2 separate regions of the Rattus norvegicus genome follow, and region 2 is linked to region 1. The links are chromatin contacts, called in public Hi-C maps. All regions are on one chromosome and are shown on one strand. The core of a region is the stretch at or near the end of the contact, and the rest is flanking DNA. Distances in the headings are between cores, read along the strand shown. Region 1 overlaps LOC134480368. Region 2 has its middle 55 kb from the start of Tmsb10l3.

Region 1 (5,724 bases), core at 1,648-4,147:
GCAAAAAAATGGGGGAATGAAAGACCCCAGCTTAGCAGCAGTAACGCCATTTTGCAAGGCTGTACTTAAGATGACTAGTTCAGGGAAAGGTTAGAACACTGAGTACACAGCAGCTGCCAAGCAGGATGTGTTTGGTTGAAGGCCTGGCAACAGGACGACTTCGGTTGAGCACCTGACAATGAAAAAAAGCCCCGGGAGAGGTCCCACACCCTGGTGGGGGGCCGAGTCAGTCGTTATGTTCCAAGAAGGTAGCTAAGAAACTTGCCCCCGGGCTGAACCCTTGGGGGGCCGAGTCAGCCGTTATGTTTCAGGAAGGTAGCTAGGAAACTTGCCCCCGGGCTAAACCCTTGCCATATTAGAATCCACCAATTATATCCCTGTAACCATGCATCTGCTTCTGTATGCTTGCTTCTGCTCCCCAAAATCCTATAAAAGCCCATCCTTGGTTCCGTGGGGCGCGCCAGTCCCCCGAGTGACTGAAGCGCCCGCAGGTGCCTGTGCCTGTGTATCCCATCAATAAACCAAATCCTCTTGCTGATTGCATCCTGTGGTGTCTCGGTCTGGTCTTTGGAGTTGGAGGGTCTCCATCCCGAGGGAAAGTTCTCCATGAGAGCTTTTCAATTTAAACAGGTGGGATTTTTTTTTAAATGCTTTTGCCAGCTAGCTTTTTATCCACCAGTCACCAGAGGTACAAATACAGTCTTCCAGACATGATCTCTCTCTAAGTGAGCTAGGCTGGCCTTGAACTCATGGCAACGGTCCTGCCCCAGCCTCCCAAAGGCGAGATTATAGATGTGAGCCATTATGCCCAACTAACTGTTTCTAAAATTTAAGTAGAAATGAGCTTGTTCTGGTCAGAGAATTTCCTGCTCTGCTCAGGGAGAAAAGCTTCACAAATACCACTCTATAGCTTTAGTAGCAATAACTGCTACTCAAACGGGGATGCAGAAGAAAGGTGTTTCAACCCATTGAAGTAGCCTCTAAACTCTGAATGCTTCCTGTCTCGTTAGGATTCAGTTACAGGTCCTTGCTGATATCTTCAAATAGGAGATTTGAGGACTTTACCTGTGAACCCCTTCTGAGTTACAGAATCCTGCCCTGCACTTAGCTCTCTGCTACAATGTTTGTTAAGTTTCCCCTGGGGAGGATGGGCCAACGGGCGTTCTCATTCAGCATGAGCCATGACCTCCTTTCAACTATTTGGAAGACAAATGGAATCTTTTCTTCACCATGCTACATGAAGCCCTGCTACAAACTGTTGGGATCCTCCTACATGGGGAAAACAGTCTGGCAGCAACAGCGTACCTAGTCCAGTATTTCTCTATAATGGACTAAAGAAATGTGACTCTAATTGGATTGGATAGGCTAAGGGCCCACAGCCAAGTACTGGCGTGCAGCAGCCCTGAGATCTACTGGAACGTCACCACCAGTGAACGCTGCTGACTTATCTAAGGCATTTTATCTCCCAGTGACTGGGCTTTTCAATCTGCCACTTTGGTGAACAGCCAGTTTTAACTAGAGGAATTGTTTGACTGAATTGTGAAGAACACAGGAAGATATTGACTCTATCATTAATAAGGCAATTGTTACATTCTGCTGGCATTTTCATAAGGGATCACTATATGTTTTTATTTTTAAGTTCCTGCTGTATGGCTGCTTTCTGATCTAGCAGGTCCAACCGTTTTGCAAGGGTAATTGCTGTGGCACAAATGGCTTTCTGGATGGAAACTACTTCTTCCAAACCATTTTATTTTGCTCAAATTTCCCAGTCAGAGCTGGCGTGAAGATTTGGGGAGTACCCAGGCCATATTCCTTCCAGTGGGTGACTTTTTAAAGCCAACCACAAATTACAAGTTAATTACTTTAGTCTCAATAAAATTGGCTAATCCAACCCGTTATTTTAACGTTAAAAACTCCCTTAGTGTGGATAGCCTTAAATTAACTACAGTTTGTAAACATCAGCCGCATCTTCAGGGCTTCCCGAGAAAAGATACTCTGAAAATAATAGTCACATTGTATAGACTGTTTGCAAAAAAGACCACGAGATTTGTGTTTGAAAACAAAGCTGGGTGTGGGGAAATTCAAAAGGCAAATTTAACAAATTAAGGCCTAGAGAGAAAGACTTATCTTAGAGTTAAACAGCCAAGATCTGCATATTATCTATCTGATACCTGGTAAGATTGTAAGGTACCACACCGTAAAGACACTGCAGCACAGACAACAGCATTTTCTTACCTTTAAAAGGCATGAAACACACTTCTCAGGATGAAAGCCCATGGCTTTGATTTTCCTTGTTCCCCCAAATCTAGGGAGCCATGACCTTAACTATCACAATACAAAGTAAGATTTTGATGTTTTTAATATTAGAAGTTTTGTACAGTGCCAATTTCTAAAGAAGATCTGATTTCATAAAATATACTTTTTTCAATAGTCCCTTAGTTTCAGCAATTCTACCTTAAAATGGCTGTCTGTATTTTATCCTTTCCTCTTCCGACTTCTCTAAACTAGGTCCTCACTGTCTTCTGAGACCATGACAATCATCTGCAGGTATGTAGAGACCTTTCTGCTAGGAATCAGCATCTAAAGCCCAAACCCAAAGGTTAACAGTGTACGGATACCACAAGAAAGTTATTACAAAGTTACTGCAACCAAGTGCCTCAAGTTGATACTTTATTTTTAAAAGCCGGAGCAGGGGGACTGTACAGTTTTGGAAGCTGAACGTCTAAAATCAGGGGTCCTGTCTGTCTGGCCTCTGTTGAGAGCCCCTTTAGTGGTGGCTACACATAGTGGATGGCATTCAAGTCAGAACATGTGCCAGCGCCAGGGATTCCATGGCAGGACAGGAAGACAGGGTTGGGAAAGGGGATCATTCTGACTATTTTTAGAACAGCATGTTCTTGTAAGCTCTCACCCTGGAGATGATCCTTGTCCACTGTGAAGGGCAGGCTCTGATCCGAGAATCGCACTCTCTCACAGGACCACTGGCTCAGTACCACAGCACTAAGCAACAGGAGAGTCTGTAGAGGACACATTCAAGATATACTAAAATCGTGGCAAGCCTGTGTATGCACACAGAGAGTTGATAATTCTTCGAAAAGTAGCAGAATTAGGAATTGAAAGCAAGGCTAATGAGAACAGCTTAGGGAGGGAGGGAGATGATCCAGGAAGCAGCATATAAACAGAGCACGTGAACTGGGGAGGCTGTGTTCAGAAGCGTAACCACAATGCTTTACTTCTTACGTTGGAGGGTCAAGTATTCCTTGTCATACTCTCTACTTAACTTCATTTATATATAACAATGCATTATTATACAATAACATTTTTTAAGTAAGACAAGTTAAAGTTGATTTAAAGAAAAAAATTAGTAAAAACCACTGAATAGGGGCTGGAGAGATGGCTCAGCGGTTAAGAGCACTTGACTGCTCTTCCAGAGGTCCTGAGTTCAAATCCCAACAACCACATGGTGGCTCACAACCATCTGTAATGGGATCCAATGCCCTCTTCTGGTGTGTCTGAAGACAGCGACAGTGTACTTATATATAATAAATAAATAATCATAAAAAAAATCGAATAGGCCTGGCATTAGTGTGAAATTAAGACTACAGCTGAGGTTTAGGGACTCAGGCTTGTGGGAAGATGTCTATATTTCTTAGCAGATCATCAGAAGTTCAGACTTGGTCCAGTGAAATGGCTCAGCTGGGAAAAGTACTCACTTCCAAACCTGCCACCTGAGTTCTCTCACCTCTACATACATGCTGTGGCATGTGTCACCACACCCAAACAAAATAAATAAATATGTAACAATTTTTCTTTAATTAAAAAAGTGCAGACTCTTATTTTTTTCTACCAATTTCTTCTCATAACTCCCCTCCTATGCAAACCATAATTTTCTGTTTTCCATGCTTTTGTATGTGATCGTGGTTTGGAAATGAAATATACCCTCAAAACACATGTGTGATACTCAGAGGTTGTAATTTAGGGGACAAATTGGGTCATGAGACTCTGGCCTAATTAATGGTGAATTCGTTGATATATTCCTGCATCCTAGAATTATCAGGAAGGGAAAACCAGGAGATGATGTGGAAGAAGTGTGTCGCTATGCGCTCAGAGGGTGCATTTGCTCACAGTCCTCTGGTCTCTGCATTTCTCTGCCAACGTGAGCTGAGTGGCTTTGCCCCATCACACCCTCCCTCCCACCATGCGTGGCCTCACTTAGGGTCAAAGCCACCGGGCCAACTGCCTGCAGACCAAAACCTCAGCTACGCGAAGCCAAAGACAAATATTTCCTATTTTATATGGTTCTCTCAGTTGTCTGCCACAGCTTTGGGACGTCTTCCTCCTGAGCTCTCTGCCCTCCTCCACTTGGTGAACTCTTCTGAACCCTTGAAGGCTCAGCCCACACATCTCCTTCTCTCTGATACACTGTACTTCTCACGGGCAGAATTCCTCCTTTAGCTTCCAGTTTCCAATCTGTTACACACACACACACGTACACTCACACACACACACGCACACTCACACACACACACACACTCACACGCACACTCACACACACGCACACTCACACACACACGCACACTCACACACACGCACACTCACACACACGCACACTCACACACACGCACACTCACACACACGCACACTCACACACACACACACACTCACACACACGCACACTCACACACACGCACACTCACACACACACGCACACTCACACACACGCACACTCACACACACGCATACACACACACGCACACTCACACACATACACACACATACACACATACACACACATGTGGGTGCACATGCAATATGCACACACATAATATGCACATGTATTCACACATTCATGCACACATTATGCATGCACATGCACACACGCATTGCACTAAATGCTCATTTTTGTTTACTAATCTTTTATCTAAAGGAGCGCCTCAACATCAAAGCTTTCTCAGTGTTGGGCCTCCAGTACCTTAGGTCCTGTATGACACGGAGAAGTCGAGACTCTACAAACACAAGAGAAATGAACTTCAACAAGCATAGCCTTTCTCTGCTCAAATTGCTTGATGGCCACCACCTCACTCAGACGCCTCAGTAATGCAGCCGGTTGAAATTCAGTTCTGCTGGTGGAGAGTGGCCCATGCCAGACAGGCAGATGCATTACAGAGAGGAGCGGCTAGAGAGACAAAAGCCCCTGGGCTCTTAAAGAGGAACTGAGAGACTATTATTTGAATTTACTCCTGAGCAGAGACCCCTGCAAAACTAATGGGGCCTGTTATCCATTGCTTCCAGAAGCTTTCGGACAGCTTTGGGCAGCAACCAAGGGAGACTGAAGAAGAGACCGGAGGCAAGCAGATAGGGTTCTGAAAAGGAGAGACTATGAAGCCTTACTCCGAATTCAGTGTACACCTGCACACCATGGGCTTCAGCCGAGAAGTTGGCACGAGCTGCAGACAGTGACCTTTGCGGCCCTCATTTGGAGAACAGTGTGGCGCCTGCATGACTAGACTTAGCAGTTGAAGTGAAAGCAACAGACTTAGGGCCGGCTCCATTATTTATGCAATGATTTACTAAGCCCTAGATTTGACAACCATAGTGCTAGGTGCTAAGTGTTTGAGATTATTAAGTCTTAGTCTTTATTTCTAATGAACTAACATTCTACTACAGTCTTTTTCTTTTCATTGATTAACTTACTTCCTTTACACCCCAATGTCAACTCCCCTC
Region 2 (5,867 bases), core at 187-2,686, 270 kb before region 1:
GCAGGGTCTGAAGGAGAGGTAACTAACCACACGGTAGACACAGGATAGTTTAAATGGTTAAGCTGTGAGCTAGTCAATGAGCCAAAGCTTATGGCCTTGGCCTTTATTAATAAATATTGAGTCGTCATTCCCGGAGCAGGACTGGGAAAGGAAAAATTGATATAAAATATTTACAGAAATAAAACAAGATTCTACCCCAAACCTTCTTGAAATTCCCAAAGACTTTTTAAGGTTGGTCTTTAAGAGTCCCTTTACAACATAGTATTCATACCATCCCCAGGAGAAATGGTTAAAGTTCAGCTTACGTGTTTGACCTGCTTCTCCAACAGCGATGGCTTGTGCTATTTCTCTGTGCCAGCATTAGCCTCCTCAACACTTGAGTTAGTCTGTGGTCACCATGAAACTTTGTTTTTTGTGTTACTGCCATGGAGACCATACCAGAAAGTCACTATGGCTGTGCCCTCAGAAGGAACTGTTCACACTAAGCCACTTCCTTTCTGAGGCACGTTTTCACCAAATGCTGAGATTACAGACATGTTCTGTCTCTGGGGATTGAACCTAGGACGTCATGTATGTTAGGCAAGTGCTCCAACCTATATAGGGATGTTAACAGTATCCTTATAATTAAAGAGTATCCTTAGAATTAAACGAATCAGAAATTTTCTGATTGTGCCCTAAGGAACCTTAGGAGTCTAGATGTATCTAAGTCACCATTCAGGCAATGAAAGAGAAACCAGCAATGGGTTGCACACACACACACACACACACACACACACACACACACACACACACACACACGGGGGGGAGGGGGGAGAGAGAGAGAGAGAGAGAGAGAGAGAGAGAGAGAGAGAGAGAGAGAGATGAATTAGCTGGTTTGAATATTTGTGAATAAGAATCTTCCTCTCCATTCACACATGATCATCTGCCAGTCTCTTTAGGACAGGGTTTCTGTTTTTCTGTTTCCTAACTGGATACAGCCAGTTTCTAAAGGGGCTTTCCACAGAGCTGCTCAGGGGTTTAGATCCCCAGCCTTATACTTGCGGATTAACCGGACAAGTCACTATCATTTGCACTGTATTATAGCATGAATCTGTGTAACGGTGGTAGGATAGAGAGGCCAGATCCTCTCAGACCCTCTGAGAAGCCCTGGAAGACCAGCATCTGGAAACATTCAGACAAGCAGTAGTGGCGAGGCATGGTGCCCAGGAGACAGGAGGGTTGCAAGCAGGAACTGGGTGGGGCTGGAGTTGCCTCTGCTACAGACAACTTTCCGGCCTCAAAACCCTTCTTCTCAGCTCCAGTACTTAACTACCTGCCAATCGCCCAAGACTGATTTCTTTCTTGGCTTCTGTCAGCTTCAAGCAGAAGGAAACTGTTAGGCTTGAGCCAGAGCATTGTGCTGAGTGGCAGCCGCGGCAGCATAAGGAGAGGCAGAGGGCAGCTGCCACCCGCAGGCAGCGCTGCCAATGGCAGGATGGGAGAAATGGCTCCTGCTGCTGTGTCCCGTGAATGACAAAGGACGAACGATATTAACACGCGCTGCTTATTCTTGAGTGTACGAAGAAAATTCTACTTAGTATATGGTAAAAGTGTGTGTGTGTGTGTGTGTGTGTGTGTGTGTGTGTGTGTGTGTGTGTGTGTGTGCATGTAGGAGTCCCCGTGCATATAGAGGCCAGAGGTGAAACTCAAATGTCACTCCTTGGGACACCGTCCATTTTTATCTTTAAGTCAAGGTCATCCATTCAACTAGGCCAGCTGCCAGTAAGCCCCAGGGACCTGCCTGTCTTCCCTTCACTGCTAAGATACAATGGTATACTGCCATGCTGGCCTTTGGCACAAAAGTTCTGTAAACTGAATTCAGGTCTGCAGCTGTCTCCCTAGCCCAAGTTTTCCTTCATCTAACCAAATAGTACCTTTTTAATATTTGCTCTTTTCTATTTATAACTTCCGTGTTATTAATTCTTAATTTCAGTGTAAAATGTGCTTAAATTCAGTGTAAAATATTCCGATGTCTCAATTGCCAAATGGTATAAGCAAATCAAGTTTCCCATTCTCCACTGAACGGATAAACAAGATTTGATGTTTATGTTCAATTAGATATTATTTGGCTTTAAAGCAGAAGGAAGTCTGAAAACATCCAGAGGTTAGGCGAGGGTTGGGGGATGGGGTCACCCACTCATCTGCAAATTTTTAACCCAGAATTGCTCCTGTCTAAAGGAAATACGGAGACAAAGTGTGGAGCAGAAACTGAAGGAAAGGCTATCCAGACCTGGGGATCCATCCCATGTACAGACACCCAACCTAGTCACTATTGCTGATGCCAAGAAGTGCTTGCTGACAGGAGCCTGATACGGATGTCTCCTGAGAGGCTCTGCCAAGCATGACAAATATAGAGGTAGATGCTCGCAGCCAACCATTGGACTAAGCATGGGATCCCCAATGGAGGAGTTAGAGAAAGGACTGAAGGAGCTGAAGGGGTTTGCAACCCCATAGGAAGAACAATACTAACCAACCAGACTCCCCAGAGTTCCCAAGGACTAAACCACCAACTGAAGGGTACACATGGAGGGACCCATGGCTCCAGCTGCATATGTGGCAGAGGATGGCCTTGCCGGCATCAGTAGAAGGATAGGCCTTTGGTTCTCTGAAAGCTTGATTCCCCAGTGTAGGGGGATGCCAGGACAGGGAGGTGGGAGTGGGGTGGGGACCACCCTCACAGAAGCAGGGGAAGAAGGATGCAATGGGGGTTTCCAGAGGGGAAACCAGAAAAGGGGATAAACATTTGAAGTGTAAATAAATAAAACATCCAATAAAAAAGGAAAAAAAAGGAAACAGAAGGAAGTGTGAAATATGCTAGAGTTCTGATGGCCCTAACGGATGTAACGCTAAGTGAATGTGGCAGTTTACCAAAGGACAAATATGATCCACTTCCACATAGTAGCACCTAGAGCGATCATGTCTTAGAGTCAGGAAGTATATGATGGTTACTGGAGTCGGGCATGGCGAAAGCCTGGAGTGTTACTGTCTAGTAGAGAAAATTTCAGTCTGGGCAAAGAGAAAGCATTCTAAAGATGGGTAATAGTGACAGCACCCCCAACAAAGTGGATATTCTTGATATCAATGGGTGATATCGCTAAGTGATTAAAATGATAACATTTTTCATATGAATAACTACAGAAGTATAAACATTATTTATTAAATATACCAAACACAGTGGGCAGTATAGCAAATAATGCATGCTTCTGGGAGCTTCTGGGTTTAATATATTGTCAACATTTTTGCCATGCTTACTTTTGTTTTTTATGAAATAACAGCACAGATGAGGCTAACCCGTCCCCCCTTGTTCCACACCACTCGTGTCTCTTTCTTCTTCCTGTATACATTTTCGAGTTTTACTGTGTAATAATAGCACACACTAGTACTATAAGAGGTTAAATTAGACAACAGATACACTAGTCTTTTGTAATTTTCTTTTTTTTTTTTTGTTAACTCAAAAAATAATTTCCCCACATTCCTCTATGTCACCCATTCATGTTTTAAACCGCAGAATCTTATCCCATTGTTTGAATCCCTCACTGCTGGTCATTCTGGTTGCTGGAACTTTTTTCTGACAATGAGAATGCTTGGTGAGCATGCTGCTCGTGAGTCCCGAGGGCATGTGAGGGAGCGTCCCTACTACGCAGTCTGAAAGTGAGACTCCAGTTCCACCGCACTACTCGCTCATCCCCAGCTCTGGGCCCCACCTTCACTGACAAGGTCTCTGGATCCTACCCTTCCCTGCACCAAACATGGATGTTGTCCCTCCGCTGCCCCATCTAAGGGTATGATGCAAGACTGCGCTGGGGGTCATGACGTTCCTGGAATTCTGCTCTCCTATGAGAGAAAGCACTCGTTTCTATACTGTATTATATCGCAATCTCTGGAACACGGTGGCAGTGAATGCTGTTTATTTCCTAGCACGATGTCTTGTACACGACAGGTAGCTAAGTCTCTGTTAAAGGACTGAGGGAACTCCAACCCAGCAGAGAGGCTCTGTAGAAAATATTTAAAACCCTAGCAGTCAATGCTATAATTGTTCCTGACATTAAAGATTATGAAGATCAAACACTTTACCAAGGACACACAGTTAAGAAGTGAAGGGACCTGGAACCAAATTCTGGCCAATCGCAAACCTGATTCCCATCCTTCATAGACTCCTGCTTTTCCTCAAAGCTCAGCCAGAAGACCGAACAATACATAATGCACCGAGGACCATTGACGCTTTGAACAGCTCTTTGTTGTAACTTAGCTACCTTGTCTTGATTAAATCTCTCAAGCAAATAAAAGCATCTTTCAATGTGGAAAGGCTTTTTTTTTCTTTGAAAAGCATCGAAAGCATTAATTTTAAAGCCCTTGTATCAGAAAAAAATACTGCTATTTAGAAGGAAAGCTGTGGCCAGCTGTTGTGGCTCCCAGCTCATTTCGTCAGCAGTGTTTCATGAACTTACACATCCAGCTGCCATAGTGTACCTCTCTGGATGTCTCAAGACCATCTGAGATGCACTCCTGCAAAATGGAATTCTAAGTCACCACCTCCCCCAAGTCCAACCCACCCACCACTCTCCCATCCCCACAGGTTGCAGCTCCATCTGTCGGACTATCCTGTTTAAAAAAAAAAAAAAAACCTTGTTGGCCTTATTTCCTGGGCCACTGGGGTCTTGTCCAGGAAGTCCTTTCTTGTGCCTGTAACTTCAAGTTTTTTCTTTATTTTTTCCTCAACAGTTTCAGAGTTTGATCTACTTGGAGTTGCTCTGTGCAGGATAAGAGAAAAGCATCCAGTTTTGAGACAAGTAATTTGCAAGATAGCTCAGCGACCTGGAACTCACTAGCATCACACTGTACACACACCCCTCTCCAAACAAAGTAACCCATAATAACCCCCTATCAGCCTCTTTGTGGACAAACACATGCTGGAACAGATTCTAAAATTAGAGGTAGTGGGCCAATCCAGCCTGGACTGGTTTTACATGCAGGTGCCCCAGAGCAAATTGCCTTTGAGTGAACTTTTAGGGGAAAACTCTTATCATGCCTATGCATGTCTGGACATGCATATGATTAAAATCAGATGCATTATGGGAAAGGACGTATGCAGTAAACAAAGGCTTATATAACATAGACCTATCCATCCAAACAGAAAAGCACTCTGCTTAGCAACCTTCTGAGTAATAATCAGTTAATCTCTGGAGAGCCTGCTGCTCTCTTGCAAGCTGCCTTACCCTGCACTTTTTCTTTGTGTCTATAAAGAAGAACTCCTCCCTACTTTGCTATTTATGTCTACTTCTTCAGTTAGTCTGAAAAAGATGCCCAGGAACACCCAGTCCAGACAGAAACTGAGAGTAGTAATTTCATCCCTCTAAGTGTGGATATCCAATTTTCCCAACACCATTTGTCAAAGGACTGTTGTTTCTCAAATGTGTGTTTTACATAGCTTTCTCCCTGTGGGTTTATATCTAGAACTGACTCTTTGGTCTACCTGTCTGATTTTTTCTACCAGTACCACACTGTTTTCACTACTGCAGCTCCATACATATTTGAGATGAGATATGTCGATGCTTCTGGAATTTGTCATTGTTTTCTCAGGATTGCTTTGGCTAATGTTTTTGTTTTTACCAATTAATTTATAATTTTTTTAGGCTGGTTGTAGTGGTACATGCCTTTAATGCCAGCATTCAGGAGCCTGATCTTTATATCAAGTTCTAGGATAGCCAGGACTACCAGAAGAGACCCTCTCTCAAAAATAAGTAAGTGGGGCTGGAGAGATGGCTCAGTGGTTAAGAGCACTGACTGCTCTTCCAGAGGTCCTGAGTTCAATTCCCAGCAACCACATG

The links. Hi-C and Micro-C count contacts between places; a contact is called where the count stands out from the background.
Region 2: a contact with region 1 is called in a Hi-C map of kidney, with 7 times the contacts expected there. The contact joins two enhancer-like sites. A contact is called at or near these places in 10 of 12 Hi-C or Micro-C datasets (the A7r5 cell line, Schwann cells, frontal cortex and 5 more).

What each region holds. Positions count from the first base shown.
Region 1 is chr9:57,140,749-57,146,472 of GRCr8, reverse strand. It overlaps LOC134480368, which reads left to right. Exons shown (of 2, transcript XM_063267897.1): 2 at 1-536. Among named protein-coding and RNA genes, the nearest start is that of Myo1b, 38 kb to the left of the region's middle. Within about 2 kb of position 2,897, at least 4 of the 93 cell types and tissues checked have an H3K27ac peak or open chromatin away from gene starts, as enhancers often do.
Region 2 is chr9:57,409,695-57,415,561 of GRCr8, reverse strand. No RefSeq gene overlaps it. Among named protein-coding and RNA genes, the nearest start is that of Tmsb10l3, 55 kb to the left of the region's middle. Within about 2 kb of position 1,436, at least 7 of the 93 cell types and tissues checked have an H3K27ac peak or open chromatin away from gene starts, as enhancers often do.